Linked DNA regions of Pan troglodytes: region 2 is linked to region 1. A link is a contact called in public HiChIP or PLAC-seq data. All regions are on one chromosome and are shown on one strand. Each heading gives the region's core, a stretch centred on a gene start, on an enhancer-like site or on the middle of the called end of the contact. The rest is flanking DNA. Distances are from core to core; before and after follow the strand shown.

The links. HiChIP or PLAC-seq counts read pairs in DNA pulled down with a chosen protein or histone mark.
Region 2: an H3K4me3 HiChIP or PLAC-seq map of stem cell-derived excitatory neurons shows a contact between it and region 1, with 7 times the contacts expected there. The contact joins the promoter of MAPKAPK3 here to the promoter of TMEM115 in region 1. A contact is called at or near these places in 1 of 7 Hi-C or Micro-C datasets (stem cell-derived neural progenitor cells) and 1 of 1 datasets of contacts at active chromatin or transcription factors (stem cell-derived excitatory neurons).

What each region holds. Positions count from the first base shown.
Region 1 is chr2:54,384,799-54,390,452 of NHGRI_mPanTro3-v2.0_pri, reverse strand. TMEM115 (transmembrane protein 115) reads left to right here and starts at 1,458. Exons shown (of 2, transcript XM_516482.8): 1 at 1,458-2,896; 2 at 5,562-5,654. The coding sequence starts at 2,046.
Region 2 is chr2:54,643,811-54,649,859 of NHGRI_mPanTro3-v2.0_pri, reverse strand. It overlaps MAPKAPK3 (MAPK activated protein kinase 3), which reads right to left and starts at 3,959. Exons shown (of 11, transcript XM_016941174.4): 1 at 3,804-3,959; 2 at 3,261-3,531. The coding sequence starts at 3,479.

The sequences.
Region 1 (5,654 bases), core at 209-2,708:
TAGACGCTGTCTCAAAAAAAAAAAAAAAGGGGGGGCAGGGGGACATGATTATACTCGAAGATTACTCATTGTTTATCTGGAATTCAAATTTGACTGAGCATCCTTATTTTGATTTGCTGAAACTGGCAACCTTACCCAGATGTGGCAACCAGTGGGAACCCAGACCCCAGAAAAAAAGCATCAGCACCCTTTTTAACCTGTAGGCCATGCACACATCAGCACACACTGAAATCAGTGGCTGAAAGGAAGGGATCCTGTGTTTTATAAAAGTACTTTGTCATAGAATTATTTTAATTATATGGACAGCTTTTTGTTTTGTTTTGTTTTGAGACAAAGTTTCGCTCTTATTGCCCAGGCTGTAGTGCAATGGCATGATCTTGGCTCACCGCAACCTCCGCCTCCCGGGTTCAAGCGATTCTCCTGCCTCAGCCTCCCGAGTAGATGGGATTACAGGCATGTGCCACCACGCCTGGCTAATTTTGTATTTTTAGTAGAGATGAGGTTTATCCATGTTGGTCAGGCTGGTCTCAAACTCCCGACCTCAGGTGATCTGCCCGCCTCGGCCTCCCAGAGTGCTGGGATTACAGGCGTGAGCCACCGTGCCCAGCCTATATGTACAGTTTTTTAAAAGTAACTCCATATACAAAAAAAAAAAAAAAGACACAGAACACAACCTGTCAGAAGCCACTGTGGCATGAAGTGGGACCAGAACAGGCCTAGCCCAGGCTTGTGGAGAGACCTGGCTTGTAGAGAGACCTCTCATCCTCCGCAGTTATCAGAAGTCCCTGGTGGGGAGGAGGGTCACTGAGGGCTGCCCAGCCTCGTCCCTATGCGGGAGGGAGCCCTAGGTTCGTGCTCCAGGTCCACCTCACTTGGAAAAAGGGCAACGTGAAATAACAAACAAAAAACTTTTCCAAGTGGGAGAAAACAAACAAAAAAAGGCAACATGTGCAGCACTCGCTGAGCACCCAGGGTGGACTGGCATTTTACACGCCTTTCCCCTTTGATTATTAGGACAGGAAGATCATGTCATCATCTACATTTTATGGCCCATGAAACTGAGTTTCAAAAAGGTTCAGGAACTTAACCAACCAATGCCACACAGCCTCCGAGGCAGAGCAAGGGTTCCAGCCTGGGTCAGGTCCCATTCACCAGACCACGGAGGTTCTGTTTCTCACACAGTGACACCTACCCACACGCCAGCCAACAAGGACACACTCGCTCAGAGGTACATGCACAAATAGAGCTACTCTTCCTAGGGAATTCAGCAAGTGTGGGGGCTAGAGCTGTGTTGCTTCCCGAACCCCCACCGCCGCTTTCAGGGGTTAGAGATGCTAATTCATCCCTTCCCACCTCCTGAGAACCGACGGAAACGGTCCCTGAGAACTACAACTCCCAGCACACCCCGCGCTCACCACAACGGGACCGGTCCGTGCGCATGGCCTCCTGGGACTTGTAGTTCTAGCCAGAACGCTGTTCAACTCTTCCCCGGCTGCAACCAAGGACTCCGTATCCCAGCATGCAGAGGAGCCGGAAGACAGGCGCTTAGAGGACAGCCCGCGGCCGCCGGGGACGCGCAGGCGCAGCACCCCTGTTTGTCGGCCCCCCGAGAAAAGAGGTACGGTCGAAGCCAGGAGCCAGGCCGAGCGGGAGCTGACCAGGCTTGACTCGGGTACAGAACGAGGCACCAGTCCCCTTGCGAACCGAAGGGCCTCGCAGTGGATGGAGGAGGCCCAGCCCTGAGATCAACGCCAACCAGGCTAGCCTGGCACGGGGCCTACAGGGTGGGTAGGCGGGCGTGCCGCAGCCGTCCAGGGCCTTCCCTCAGGTCCCGGGCGAGGGGCCTACGCTGCGGCCCGGCAACAAGGCCCGACTCGGCCCCTCGGGACCAGAGCCCCACCCGATCGGAAGCGGATCCTTTACCAGGGCCATAGGCCAGTGACTAGGCCGGGCCTGGGCCTCCCATCGGGGCCGGACTAGGACGAGGCCCCGGGGAGGCCCCTGGCCTACCAGACCCTTTTCTCAGGCCGACAGCCGCCAGGAAGATGCAACGTGCCCTGCCAGGCGCCCGCCAGCACTTGGGGGCCATTCTGGCCAGCGCCAGCGTGGTGGTGAAGGCTCTGTGTGCGGCGGTACTGTTCCTCTACCTGCTCTCCTTCGCCGTGGACACAGGCTGCCTGGCGGTCACCCCGGGCTACCTCTTTCCTCCCAATTTCTGGATCTGGACCCTGGCCACCCATGGGCTGATGGAGCAGCATGTGTGGGACGTGGCCATCAGCCTGACAACGGTGGTGGTGGCCGGGCGTTTGCTGGAGCCCCTCTGGGGGGCCTTGGAGCTGCTCATCTTCTTCTCAGTGGTGAATGTGTCTGTAGGGCTGCTGGGGGCCTTCGCCTACCTCCTCACCTACATGGCTTCCTTCAACCTGGTCTACCTGTTCACTGTCCGTATCCACGGCGCCTTGGGCTTCCTAGGTGGTGTCCTGGTGGCACTCAAGCAAACCATGGGGGACTGTGTGGTCCTGCGAGTGCCCCAGGTGCGCGTCAGTGTGATGCCCATGCTGCTGCTGGCGCTGCTGCTCCTGCTGCGGCTCGCCACGCTGCTCCAGAGCCCGGCGCTGGCTTCCTATGGCTTCGGGCTGCTCTCCAGTTGGGTATATCTTCGCTTCTACCAGCGCCATAGCCGGGGCCGAGGGGACATGGCTGACCACTTTGCTTTCGCCACTTTCTTCCCTGAGATCCTGCAGCCTATGGTGGGTTTGCTGGCGAACTTGGTGCACGGCCTCCTGGTGAAGGTAAAGATATGCCAGAAGACGGTGAAGCGCTACGATGTAGGTGCCCCATCCTCCATCACCATCAGCCTGCCAGGCACAGACCCTCAAGACGCCGAGCGGAGAAGGTACTGTGAAATTTTCCAAAATCTTGTCAAGCTAGGAGCATACTGGTCGAGTCACATGCCATCTGTTGAGGTGTTCGCTGTACATAGGTGGAGACCTACAGTCAGGTATTGGGGCACATCCGGAAAGATAAAATCAGTCTTTGGCCTTAAGGAACTCAGCAGTTAGGTGTCTGGGGTCCACGAGGCACTTTTCTCACCACTCGGGCCACTTAATAAGTCTCAAGAAATGCAGTTTCCTTTGGTGCTGTGAAGTCCCAGTGGAGGGACACAGAACCCTGGCCTTGCCTCAGAATCTCAGAATCCTAGACATTGGGCCTGTGGGAGCCAGAAGCAACCTGCTGGTACTTTCCCCTGTGAGGAAGGGACAGGGAAGGAGGCCTGGGGTCCTCAAAAGGTGATCTGGGCCACTCCAGTTTCCAAATGCTGTGTCCTCTTCCTGGGCTTTAACTCAGATGCTGTGCTTCTCTGCCACTTACTTATTGAGAGGGAAGCTTGGGGTATTACCACATTTACCTCCGTCTCCAGCAAGCATGTGTCACCAAAACCAGGGACAGGCTACATGACCCACTGAGGGAGCCTGCTGACACCAGGGAGTGGCGATGACCCTTTCATTATCTGTAAACCAAGCTATCCATAGCATCAGGAGTCCCAGCTGAATTCTTCACTGAATGCACTTTGGCCAGGGCAGGAGGGATCTTTTTAAATTCAGCTTACTCTCTCTCCCAGATCTGTGGAGCCAGCAGAGTGGTCCCAGCCTTCATAAGATCCACAGCTCCATTTCCAACATTATTCCTGACTGTTTTGAGGCAATTACTCGAGTAGTAAAATCTGGGACGGGCTTTGTCTTTTGCATTGCCAAGGCTCCTGCTTTTGCTCACCTGTGAATGGGGTTGTGGCAGGAAGCTCTATGAATTTAGCTGCAGTTATCCCTGTATTTACTCTCTACTGGGCTGTGGAATTGAGTGTGGGACACACTCCTTTCTTGAAGGAGTTCCAGCTGGGGAAGGGGCACAGATCACTATGGCCCAAGGTATGGTAGGTGTTGAAAAGTATATACAGCATGCTGCAGGGCATAATTCTGGGCCCTAGAGCTTGGGTCTTTATAGGTGATAAGCCCTAAGGACAGAAGTCTCTCTTAACCTTAGCTGGTATTAAAGATGGGGCCAGGTGAGCTGGGCCTGGTAGGAATTGAGCTGTCCCTCAGAGCCATTCAGGTGGGGCCAGGCCAGTGGGGACCCCTCCTCCACTGAGAGGTGTTGGAATGTTAGGGTTGGCTGGACATTCAAAAACCTCTGCCCAGGCCCAAGAAAATGGACAGGGGGGAAGCAGGTTGGTGGGGAGGAAGGGAGGGTCAAGAGGCGGGTTCTTGGCATAGCCTTATGGTTGTTAGCTTACATGGGGGTGGCGGTTATTCCTCCAGCCAGTTTGACATCTGACTGCATGGCCACGCCCAACTCCAAAGGGCTACCAGGAGAGGGAGGCAGGGTTTCCTATCTGTCTCTCTGGTCCTTGTGAGGAAGTGACTAGCGTAACACTAGCTCTCTGCCTTGGCAGGCTTTAGATGGAACTGGCAAGGGCATCATCAGGATGGGAGCCTGGGTAGCAGCAGGGAAATACTGTCCTGTCTATACCAACTTGTCATGTGTGAGACTGACAGGCAGGGTGGAAGCGTGCTAGGGCTTTCTACACCCGTGCCCTTGTTGCCTCTCTTGTCATGTTCCCTGACATGGTGGAGATTTTGGTTCTCAGCTGGAACCTGAAAGGCTACACAGGCTGTCCCCACATTGGTGGCACAGAGAGGCTGAGGTATAGGAGTCCACAGTGGTCACTGTTGAAACGGTTCCCTGGCAGCTGCGGCATGCCACCTTCTGGTGGGTCAGGGTCCCAAGCACATGTGTAAACCTTCTTCTGTTGGACTTTCCCACCTGCCCTCAAAGTGGGGCCTCTAAGGGTCCACCCTGTGGAAGCAGTAGGCTCTGGCCTGTGCCTACCCATGTGAGCTGTTTCTCCTTCTTCTCCTCTTGCAAGGGCTCCGCTAAGTCCCTGCTCTAACAAGGGCCTTGGTGGCTTTGGGGGTTCTTCTGAGAGGGAGAATATTAGCATCAGTTAGGAGGGGTAGACTCACCCAAGTTGGCCCTGCTTCCTGGGCTGAGAGCCAAGGGAGGTGTTGAGTTCCAGCCTTCCCCACTGACCCTTGCCAGGAGGCTCAAGATACCCCTAACCAGGAGAGGGGGAGAATTAATAACCCTTCCCTTGGATGTGATGCCAGCACCCAGGCAGAAACTCCTGGAAACTCCAGAACTTGCCGTTCCACCCATCTGCCCTAGGGCACTAGTTCCACCGACCCTTAGATACCACCCTCAGAACCATTCCTGGTGGCTGGCCTCGTGGGCAGTCTGGCAGACACCCAGCTGACCTTCCCACCCCGGAGGTGCCTCAGCTATGGAGGGAAGATTCTTAGAGCCTTTGGGTTATCATTCTGATGGCAGAGTGGGTCCTAAACCAATCTCTGGGGAGTCCCAGGCTCTGCATGGTGAAGGGGAAACATAGGATTCTGGGGGAGGAGTCTAGGTGGTACGGTGAGGAGTCAGCCTGCTGCGGAAGGGTAGAGGGCATGAGCCAAGGCCAAACCCAGAGTGACCTTTCCTCTCTCCTCTGGCCCCAGGCAACTGGCCCTGAAGGCACTCAATGAGCGGCTGAAGAGAGTGGAAGACCAGTCCATCTGGCCCAGCATGGATGATGATGAAGAGGAGTCTGG
Region 2 (6,049 bases), core at 2,710-5,209, 260 kb before region 1:
CATGTGACTCACTTTGGGTCCCAATTTTCATGTATGTGATAAAGTTTGAAGGACTGGATCTTGGATGTGGTGGGGTAACTGATGTGTGACAAATCTGCAGGGCTGTGCCCAGTTAGAGGGAAAGCTGAAGGTACTAATTAACTAGTTAAGCCTGGGAGAGGGCACAAGCAAGAGGTCAGCAGGAGAAGCAGACACTGGAGGACCGCCTGGCCCATACACCCTCTCCAAGAAAGGCAGTCCTCCAGTTCCTGCCAAGAGGACAGCAATGAGGGCTTGGGGTACAATGGAGTAGAATGGCTGCACTGGCAGCAGAAGGTAGCCTTGGGAGGGAGCCACTGAGTATGACTGAGGCCAAGATGAACCAAGCAGGTGGTCAGGGGCTAAGGGAAAGCGGAAGAGGCCCAGCTCCCTGGGAGGGAGGGACCTGCTCCTCTAGGGCCTCCACAGAATAGCAACAGTTACAAGGACAGTGGCCACAGCTCTTCCTGTTTTATGAGTGTTTGCTGAGTTTCAGGCTTCCTGTTAAGCACTATCTTCCATCTTGGGCAACAGAGCCAAGAGGATGAGCATGAGACAAATGGGCAGAGATGGCCTGAACAAGGTCAAGTTATAAGATGAGGACAGGCCACCCTGGTTAACCTGGAGTACATCACCAGGGAGGCAGAAAGACACAGAGCCCACGACTGTTGCCTAGGCTGAGCTGGGGCAACTGGGGGGAGAGGGCTAGGCAGATGCAAGGAGAGGACTGTGATCCATCATGAGCTGGCTAAGCTCCCTGGGCCCAGGCCTGCCCATGTACTGAGGTCCCCAGGTCCTGGTCTTCCTGGGCAATGGGCAGAAGCTATAAGTGGGGAGATGTCACCTTCCTCCTCATGGCCACAGCTACCACTCACAACACAGGTAAAATAACTGTACCAGAGGTTGTGCTTAGCCCAATATTGGGAGATAGTAAATGCCTGCTTAGCTGGGTAAGGACTTCTAGGCTTGGTCACTAGTGATACTAAGAACAGGAAGGTCCTGGAGTGGGAGCCACATCTAATCCATGTCCCCTTTGAGGGCCAATTTAGGGCCAGATCCTGAAGGTCCCAAGCTAGTAGCCTCAGCCATGCTCACCCATAAAGGGGTACAGAGGGAAACCCACTCCAGGCCTGACCCAATTCCCAGTCCAGAACAAGGAGAGCACTGATGAGGTGCTATGGAAGTTCTTGCAGTCAGAAGTTACCCCAAGTCATTCATCAGACATAGCATCTATGGGGAAGGGGTTAAGTCCAGCCTTACTTAAAGCTGGCACTGTGTGGGCCTACAAATTCTGGTCTCCCACCCCATCCCTGACTCACCCACAGCATCTGGACACCACAGGGGCTGGTCAGAGCTCAGTCTTGGCCCACAGGGCCAAAGCCTTGGTATTAAGAAGTGGGTCTCTGGCCTCAATCCCTCACCCACCCAGCCTGCCCTCAATCCTAGCACAGGTGGAAGGTTAAATAGTGCCCAGAGGGGGATGAAAACTCTCATTCCTCATCCCCTTACCCCCGTCTGCCCTCAGAAGAGCCACTTTTTCCCTAAAAGACTCAGAGAATCCCATTCCTGATACTCTGAAAAGCTCCCCCACCCCATTCGACTGCTGGGTTAGTGGGCAAAGAAGCTATACCTGGGGCCCAGCCCCACCAGCCCAACCCTGATCCTCTCCTAGACCCACCCGCATGTTCCCCTCCAAGGTACTCTGGGGAGACAACCTCCTCTGTTGGCCCTAGTGTTCCTGGGAAAGACACAGAGAGCTGGGCCCAGCTCCCTGCTCAGATGCTTTAAGATCTTGTGCCTTAAATAAGTCCTGTAACCTCTCCAGACCTGTATCAGGTCCTGTACCAAGTGCTTTAAATGTATAATCTCATTTCATGTTCACAACAACTCCTTATCTTTCCCCATGAATAGATGCAGAAACCTGGCTTCCAGAGTCTAGGATATCATCCAAGGTCATGAAACTGGCAAACACAGGATAGCTATTAGCCATATCTAGAGGACTCTGCACTTGGACTCATAATTAAAACTTGTGTAAAGGCCGGGCACGGTGGCTCACGCCTGTAATCCCAGCACTTTGGGAGGCCAAGGCAGGCAGATCACGAGGTCAAGAGATCGAGACCATCCTGGCCAACATGGTGAAACCCTGTCTCTACTAAAAATACAAAAAATTAGCTGGGCATGGTGGAGCACGCCGGTAGTCCCAGCTACTCAGGAGGCTGAGGCAGTAAAATCGCTTGAACCTGGGAGGTGGAGGTTGCAGTGAGCTGAGATTGTGCCACTGCACTCCAGCCTGGCGACAGAGTGAGACTCTGCCTCAAAAAAAAAAAAAATCTTTTGTAAAATGAGAAGGGCCTTTGCTGTACTTCTAGCCTCCAGGAGCCACTATCCCTGCCATGCTCTACCCATCCATTGGCACAAGCTACAAATGAGTAAAGACCCCAGAGATGACAGATTCAAAGGATTCTGGGTATGGGGTGTGGCCCTAGGCCCAGAACTGTATGCCTTAAGCTGGAACCAGGTACCCGCCCCCAGCATCCCCCTGACCCCCACCATGCCACCTATATCAGCATGCCAGGTCTTCAGGGAGCCTATAGTCTGAGGTGGTTAGATGGCTGGCCCGCCCTCTGCCCAGGAACCAGGGGTGGGTTGGCCCAGGGCCTGTCCCTTTCAACACGGGACCAGCGACTCGTCAGGAGTCTATCAGCAGCCTCCTGAGGCTCCACAGGTGCAGTGGGCATCAGCCTTGTCCTCTGGCCAGCCCTGGGAGGCTCACACCACTCCAGCCCAGATGGGCAGGGGCCACAGGGAAGAAGCAGTCCCACCCAAGCCTTGGTGGGGTCTCAGCTTCCAGCAAAGGGAAACAGATCCATTCCAGTCAGAGGAGCTTCACATGGAAGGGGCAGCCAAGCTGAACAAGAGATCCCCTTTGGGCCTGAACACATGGGTCCAGCCAGAATCCCAGAGTCAGGAGTCACCCCTTCGCTGCTTCAGGATACAGCATCTCTAGCCATAGTGACTCCACCCCTTGCTCACTGGGACACTCAAAGCTTAGCTAGGCTACGCCTCAGTTTCCCCATCTGTAAAGTAGGGAGGACCACAAGCCTGACCTTACAGGACAGTATGACGATGAAACATGTTGCTGAGCATAGGAAGCTTAGCAGGGGCGCTAGACATAGCTTCACTCACAGGCTTCCGCTGTGGACCCTCCAGGATACCCCAGGCCTCAGTGAGGGCTCACTGACCTTCAGGGCACACTTCTGTCCAGTGCGCCGATGGAAGCACTCCAGCACTTTGCCGTTCACACCCAGGCCCAGCACCTGCTTGGACAACTGGTAGTCGTCGGTCACTGCGTACTTCTTGGGCTCCCGCCGCCCCCCCGGAGCACCGCCCAAGCCGGGTCCGCCGGGTGCAACTGGCGGGGGCACAGGGCCCCCCTGCTCCTCTGCTGTTTCACCATCCATGGCCCCCGCGGGGCGCTCAGAGGCGGCCCCAGCCTGGCGCTTCTAGTGGCACCTGGGGGAAAGGGGAAGAGTGAGTCCCGCCCAGACTTTTCCAACACACCCCAGCCTTGGAGCCTCTGAACTGGGCTGGGCTGCGAGCCCGGGGCAAGCTGGGAGTGCGGGACGAACGGCCTGAGAGTACAGACATGCAGCAAGGGGCGGTGGTCGCGCGGCCGGGTACAAGCGAGCACCGCCCGGGCACGTGTCAAGAAGGGAAGGGGCCGGGCGCCTAATGGCCGCGAGGTCCCCGGAGGAGGCCGCAGAGGGGGCCCAGCGAGGGCGTACCTGGCGGCAACGCACCTTGCTGAGGTACCGGCGAGGGGCAGGAGAGGCGGTCGCGGGAGCTGGCGGCCGCAGAAATCTCAGGGCCGAGAGTCGCGCTGCCGGCGCCCACGTGACCTCCCCCACCCCACCCCACCCCCCCCCCCACTCCCCCACTCCACCCCCCGCTCCCTGCGCGTCATCCCAACTTGGGGCCCCGCTAGGTCAGCCTTAAAGGGCCAGGCGGGCCCCGGCTGGGTCCCGCCCCCGAGCCGGAACAAAATAGGAGGCGTGGCTTCCCGAGGGGGCGGTTACTTCCTCGGTTTCCAGGGACACCCAGGGAGGCCCCTGTACTGGTAGTCCGCTACTGTGCGGGTCCCGGGTTTTACTCGCAACCTAGAACGTGACAGCGCAGGACGTCTTATTTCTCTTGAAAGCTCTCCTTGAGTCGGGTGTTTGCTCTGCACGCTGCCAGGTGGCCCTCCAGTATGGCTTGCTAGGCTTCCGACTTGCCTAGTGTTGGCCAACCCTCAGCGTACTCAACTTTTTAAACATGCCGAGGGAAGTGGCATCTTGTCGTTGTTGAATTCGCCACTCTTTAGCCTCTGGTGGCTCTGGGCGTCTCCAGCACTGGCGACTGCCCCCTTTTTGCAGCTCCCGCTCATGCCCTTGACTCGCTGCTTCCCTTTGGTATATACAGCGTCCTGGGGACCAGAAATCCCGAGTTGCCATTTGATCAGATCCGCCAACCTTTCACCTTATGGTTTGGGCTTTTGGCGTCGTGTTTAAAAAGTCTCTGCCTCCCATCCGAGTGACAGATATTCTCCATTAGCTTTCTAGTTTTGCCTTGCACATATAAGTCTCTGTTAAGCCCATCTTAGACTACCTTACGTATTTTGAGCCAGTTTTTCCAACACCGGCTGTTAAACAACTCTCATTTCACAGATGAGGAAACTGGGACCCCTGGGGAGAAAACAACTTGTCTAGAGCCATAGGGAGGGTGGCTGTGGCTGTCTTCTGGGACAGATCTGAACTACTTGCGCACATCACATCACTCCCCCAATCCGGAAGCTGAGGGACCTGAGCGAGCTGGCTCACTTGGAACTGGGAAGGTGCGGCTCAGCGCAGGGGCTCTGCATGGGCCTCTGCTGTCATCTACAGGCCATCTACAGGACTGCAGGTACCAGGACCTCGGTTCCACTCAGAGGCGTCTTCCAGCCGTCTTACTCTTGGCTCCGGAATTTAGGCCCAGTGAGCGCCTCCCCCTCAGCCCCTCTGGTTAACACACGCACACTCACGGACCCCTGGGCTGCATGTGCAGGCTCATCAGAGAAGTAGCTCTTGGAAAGATGATCTTCTGTCAATGAATGAGTGAATGAGTGACTGAAAGGGTGCTACAACTTATTAGTGGGTACCCACTGTGTGCAGATGTTGAGTGGAGATGGGGTTGGGGCTCTGCCCCTATTTCTTTCAGGCAACCTTCAAGCTAGCAGTGTTCAGTGAAGCAGGAGGCTCCAGACAATAGCCTCAGCTGGCCATAGTGAACACTTCTTGCAGACCAGATGCTGGGAATGTGCTCTCCCTGCAACCCCCTGACCTTACAGAGCCTAGAGGAGGTCACACTATCCCTTCTGCCCCACACTACAGACACACAGGACAGAAAAGCCCAGAGAGGCTAAGTGACCTGTCTGAGGTCAGCAGCTGTCATGACAGAGCCCCCATTCCAACTCCAAAGCACAACCTCAGGGCTGGGCTCTTATCCTCAAACCATGGCCTCCTCTCCTAGTCCTTTCTGGCTCCTCACACAGCCACAGGTGCAAACATACTCTCACACATGTACACATGCAGTCACACCTTTACACATGTGCACACACATGCATATAACACGTATAAACACACATGCATATAACACACATGCACACAGATACACATGCACATGTGCACACACACATGCATTTATGCCCAGCTGGACCCAGGATTGATGTCCCTGAGCCCAACCTGAGAATCTGATTCAAGATCTCAGAGCCTCTTTGAAAGCCCTATGATCTGGAATCTTCTACTGCTGGGGGGAGCCAAAGAAGGCTCTGCTCTCTGAAGGCAACTAGTTTGAGCCTGGTAAACCTGAGGCTGAGCAAGATGTCATTCTGGTGAGCAGAAGGCTAGGCAGCTGAGGGTGGAGGCTGGCTCCTTGCCCCAGCCAAAGGCATCTCACTGAATGTTCTGTGAAGATGTCTTCTTTCTTTAAAATGGAATTAGATTATAATTGCTCT